Linked DNA regions of Sus scrofa: region 2 is linked to region 1. The links are chromatin contacts, called in public Hi-C maps. All regions are on one chromosome and are shown on one strand. The core of a region is the stretch at or near the end of the contact, and the rest is flanking DNA. Distances in the headings are between cores, read along the strand shown. Region 1 overlaps C8H4orf17. Region 2 holds the start of ADH1C (alcohol dehydrogenase 1C (class I), gamma polypeptide).

Region 1 (2,719 bases), core at 139-2,638:
AACTATATTTTAATTAAAATAGTTGAATTAAATTTTAAAAAACCAACCTGGGTGTGAGTCAGTCATTGTGTTTGATTGTCATACACTGTTTACGTGTTTGTTTCCTCACAAGTCTCTCCATCTATCTCCAGCTGCTGGCAGAGAGGTAACAAGAACAGAGGGACAATAGTGTTTCTTAAATAAATGCATATTTGAAAGGTTCTTGATGCCATGAGGACTGGTTTCCTCCACAGTATATAGAAAGATGCTGGAGATGGCAGTGTTTAGCCAGGCCAAAGAGATATGAGCAAGTTCACAGTTAAAATAGGAGAGGAAATTGGAAATCATTGCTCCTTTCTCCGTGTGCCTTGTGATACTTTTTCAGCTGCCTTGTTCACTTCTCTCTTGCAGCAGAGTTGAGGAAATTGAAGCAATAGCTGAACATTTTGTGCTCGATGAAGACAAAATGAAACGCTAGACTGACTGTGCAATTTGTATAAAGCACATTTACCACGCCCAACCTAGGAACTGCTTCAGGAATAAGAGAACGTACAGAAAATGACCTGTTAATCAGCATGTAAATACTTGTCTACAAATCATTTCATAAACTGAAGAAGTTATTGGGGAAAATGCTTATCTCCCCGCTATGACTCCAACTCTTTCTTTTATATTTTATTTACATTTACCAGTTATTCATCCCACTGAATTGATCCCATTCTCACATTTTATGTTCTTCCATTTTTCCCCCAGCCCAACAATCTCTCACCTGTAATAGATTCTCAATGAATATATGTAGATTGAAATAATAGTTTAGTTCAGTGATCTCTAAGTGTTTACACTGGTGGCTGCTATAATTTTCATTTTATATTCTGTTCTTTGTTCCATTTGTTGGTGAACTTAAACCCAATTAAACCAGAAACCCTAGAATTTCATCACAGTCACACTCACACTGAATGGTCATTGCTCATTGACTTCTCTGGTGAACAACTTGGGGGCAGGACCTATGTCAGTCAGGATCCTATAGACTTAATCAAATGGCAGGAAACAGAAGACTCCCTCAAATCAGAGTTTAATTGAAGAACATTTAATAGGGGTTTTCCCAGAGATGTAGGCAGGCTGAGTCACTCAAAATTGGATGACAGAGTGTCCAAGGTCTTATTAGTGTGGGAAGCTGTTATCACATCTTGGCTAAAAGGCAAGAATTACCAGAATCTAGAAAGAGCTAGAACCATAGAAGAGGGGCTGCCTCACAGGAGGCAACAGTACCTGCCAAACTAGGGTGAGTCATGAGGAAGTCAGGAGATAAACAGCTCAACTCTCCTCCTGCCCCTGATCTTCTGCCAGTGATAGTGACTTCTTTGACTTGAACCAGAGAGATTCCAGAGGCCAGGGAGAGTTATTGTTCCTGCTGTTGGGATCAGCCTCCTGAGGACACAGAGCAGGGCAAAGACTGATCTCAAGGTCAAGCACAGGACCTTGGCCTTACTCTTCTTTTTCTCCCAAGCACCTAGCACAGGACTTGTCACCTAGGTCCCAATAGATATTTCGAAAATAAATTATGATGGGAGGGGGAGGGAGTGGGAGGAATCGGGAGCTTGGGCTTATCAGACACAACTTAGAATAGATTTACAAGGAGATCCTGCTGAATAGCATTGAGAACTTTGTCTAAATACTCATGTTGCAACAGAAGAAAGGGTGGGGGAAAAATGTAATTGTAATGTATACATGTAAGGATAACCTGACCCCCTTGCTGTACAGTGGGAAAACAAAAAAAAATTATAAAAAAAAATAAATTATTCCCTTTGAAGTATTTAGAGGTGATGCATGCTAATCCAATAGTGACTGAGAATTGCTGCTGGAATTATTTACCACCAAACACTGGTTGATCTGATCATAGGTCTCCTTCCTAGTTTTAGTGTTTCTTTAATGATTCACAATCTGTTCTGCCTTTCATTATTATAACCCCCTCATGAACGTTAGGTTTTTAAGACAGTTTGTCTACCAAACATAATTTTAAAGCAATTATTACTAATCAAAACCACATATTGTCACCCAGCTTCTCATCAGCATAAAATATCTAATGTCACCACACTACGTATATACAGCCCAACCAAAAGAAAAGCAATCTGACCTCTTAGTTCACCTCTACAGTCTTGTTAAGAAAAGACACATGCTTGTTTAATACCCTAACTAGCTCTGCATCCCTGTTACTCCCTTCTCAAAGCTTCAGGACCCTCTAAGATCAAGAACCAATAGATTGTCTTGAAATTTGATAAACTGGTGTTCTGTGGAGGAATTAAAGCCAACAGGAAATTTGCAGTGGACTTTGTGACCACCACCCTCTGCTTTTAAACATGAATACATTATATAGTTATACATTAATTTACTTTGGGGGGCTATAGAATAATGTACTGCTTAAAAGGAGATTTGAGTCTTAAAGAGGAAAAGTACTAAGGCAAAAAAAATCCATTTTCCCTGCCGTGTTAACCCGCTAAACTATGAAACACATTTGGGTCTCTAAATAGGGCATCTGCTTCCATAGCTTCTCCAATCAGTCCCACCATTTGATGTGCAGTTGGAACTGTCTTCTTATTTAACACTTTCCCTGTTTATGAAATGAGAATTTAAAAAATCTTGCTCTTTATGAACCACGGTTAGAATTCCACATACTTTTTATGGTACTACTTTGAGTATCAACCTCAGGATAATTCTCTTGCAGAAGACACGTTTCAGATTCTGG
Region 2 (2,763 bases), core at 168-2,667, 39 kb after region 1:
TTATTTTTTTCCATTATAGCTGGTTTGCAGTGTTCTGTCAATTTTCTACTGTGCAGTATGGTGACCCAGTTACACATACATGTATACATTCTTTTTTCTCATATTACCATGCTCCTTCATAAGTGACCAGACATAGTTTCCAGTGCTACACAGCAGAATCTCATTGCTAATCCATTCCAAAGGCAACAGTCTGCATCTATTATCCCCAAGCACCCCATGCATCCCACCCCCTCCCCCTCCCCCTTGGCAACCACAAGTCTGTTCTCCAAGTCCATGATTTTCTTTTCTGTGGAAAGGTTCATTTGTGCTGTATATTAGATTTCAGATATATGTGATATCATATGGTATTTGTCTTTCTCTTTCTGACTGAGTTCACTCAGTATGAGAGTCTCTAGTTCCATCCATGTTGCTGAAAATGGCATTATTTTGTTTCTAACTTAAATATCTTCTCTCTAAAAAGCATCCTAGGAGTTCTTCAGTCAGAATGCCCTCCCTCTGATCTAGAATATCCCAGATGGTCTGACTTGCCTGTATCTTTTCCCCCTATAGACTGTGATTTTACTTTTATGCATAATCATTGTAGCTAGTATTTATTAAAGGCTGTCCTGTTTGTCAGGATCCCTGATATATGTTCTAAAGTATTATCTCATTTGTTCATCAAACAACCCTTTCAGGGGTCCTACTATTCATCCTCACTTTACAGAGAGGGAAACTATGGCCAAGGACAGTTGAATAAGCCCAAGTTCACACAGCTGGTAAGGATAGGGTCTGCTCAAATCCAAAGCCATGCCATAACCACTGTCCCATACAGCCTCTTGGTTCAAGTAGAGGCCACCTCTTATCCATGATTGTCACACCACTGTACCCACCCGAGTATCTAGGATAGAGAGGTTCTCAGTCAGTGCTGACTGATACTGAGTGGAACAGAAGTGCCAGAAACGTTTAGTACCTTTGCTGTCACTGATTGGTATCTGATGTCTCTATGGTGAGAAGAGAGTGCTGGAGCAAACATCTGCCTCAGGCTTGTAGCTCTCTCTCCATGTTATTTGTGTTGCTTTCTGACTTCTCCTCCTTCCTCACTGAATCATGTGGATTAGAAATTGGAGCTTAGTTCACACAAAGGGAAAAGAGAACTCTGAACACTCTGTGTGGAACTAAGAGAAGTATGGCATCCAGGAAAAAGATAAATATAAATATTTATATATATATGGAAATATTTAACCTAATTAAGTCAATATGTAACCTGAAATCATCATATTGCCAAAAAAGTCTATGAGTGCTGATTCAGTGCCCTTTCTTCCTGATTTGACTTGGTCTGAGAATACGCTGGTGGGTGTGGCTTAAAGATCCCAGATCACATGTGTGGAACTAGGTGTTACTCAAGCAAATAAAAATCTGCTCAATATATCTGCTGTACGTACTTGAGCAGAGGAGAATCTGCAAGAATTCACATCTCCTGGCCTGCAGAGAAAGCAGAAACATGAGCACAGCAGGAAAAGTAAGGGAAAATTTTTTTTTTTTACTTTTGGAATTATATTCTAATTCATATAATACACAAAGAGCTATAGAATGTAGTGAATAATTTAAAATGCATATACAAGTGAGAAGCAATATATACTGAAATACAGCATAGAATATATGCTTCAATGTATGCATATTAAACTACAGTTGAAGTGAATTATTCTTAAATGTCTTTAACAAATATGTATAGAATCTATACCTATTAAAGTCTATATTAAATAAATGTGCAGTAGTTATAAACGATCATGAGTAATTTGCAAATCTAAAATTAAAATGAAATGTTTTTAATCAAGAAGTTATCTTTATATTAAGAAAGTTTTCTTTATAGTAAGAAACCATAATTTAAATGTGCTATTCTTTGTAATCATATTCTTTTTATGAATACAGGAAAGTTAAGTGTGACAAAAGTTTCACTGCTCTCAAAGCATTAGAATGATTAAGACTAAGCAAACTAACATCAATATGCAAATTCTGCTTTAAAAGGCACAATTCAAGAAATTGCCATAGAAATCCTATAGAATATCTTTCCCATAATAAAGTCAATGTGATTTTACAAAACAAAATTAATACTGATACAGTTTGAATCACTTATTAGCACTGGGAACAGAAATATCTGGTTCTAAGTCTTCCACAGATTCATATTTATTTGTTCACTGTGCTTACACATGCAAAGAAATGCATGTAGTTATTAAATACAATACAATTTTAAGACTTTTGCTTACTGACAAAAGTCTGTGTAACTGTTTCCAGTAGGTTTTGCTGTGTTAGGAGTGAATTGTACAATATAATATCTTGCTACAATAACTATTGAAAGCTTCTGAGTTTCTACACACAACATGACACTACAGGCTTATATCAAAAAGACTGACTGGAAATCACAGGGGTAACCAATTGTCAGTGTTCTTATTCTGACTATTTTCATTCATTGCCGATTAGCATTGCAATGGCCTATTACATTCCAAATGAAGAATAGACAGGAAAAAGAAAAATTAAACTTGCTGAAACCCAGCTTAAAAGAAATAATGAGGAATTCCCATCATGGCTCAGTGGTTAACTAATCCAACTAGGAACCATGAGGTTGCGGGTTCGATCCCTGGCCTCGCTCAGTGGGTTAAGGATCCAGCGTTGCCGTGAGCTGTGGTGTAGGTCGCAGACGCAGCTTGGATCTGGCGCTGCTGTGGCTCTGGTGTAGGCCGGTGGCTATAGCTCCAATTAGACCCCTAGCCTGGGACCCTCCATATG

Evidence for each region. Hi-C and Micro-C count contacts between places; a contact is called where the count stands out from the background.
Region 2: a Hi-C map of liver shows a contact between it and region 1, with 8 times the contacts expected there. The contact joins the promoter of ADH1C here to the enhancer-like site in region 1. A contact is called at or near these places in 1 of 5 promoter capture datasets (liver) and 8 of 47 Hi-C or Micro-C datasets (epiblast stem cells, heart right ventricle, liver and 1 more).

The regions. Positions count from the first base shown.
Region 1 is chr8:121,049,108-121,051,826 of Sscrofa11.1, forward strand. All of the region lies in intron 4 of C8H4orf17, which reads right to left. Among named protein-coding and RNA genes, the nearest start is that of ADH1C, 39 kb to the right of the region's middle. Within about 2 kb of position 1,389, at least 15 of the 83 cell types and tissues checked have an H3K27ac peak or open chromatin away from gene starts, as enhancers often do. A contact at or near this core is called in liver, where this site is marked.
Region 2 is chr8:121,088,002-121,090,764 of Sscrofa11.1, forward strand. ADH1C (alcohol dehydrogenase 1C (class I), gamma polypeptide) reads left to right here and starts at 1,418. Exons shown (of 9, transcript NM_001243939.1): 1 at 1,418-1,498. The coding sequence starts at 1,481. The region is part of intron 4 of C8H4orf17; the gene reads right to left.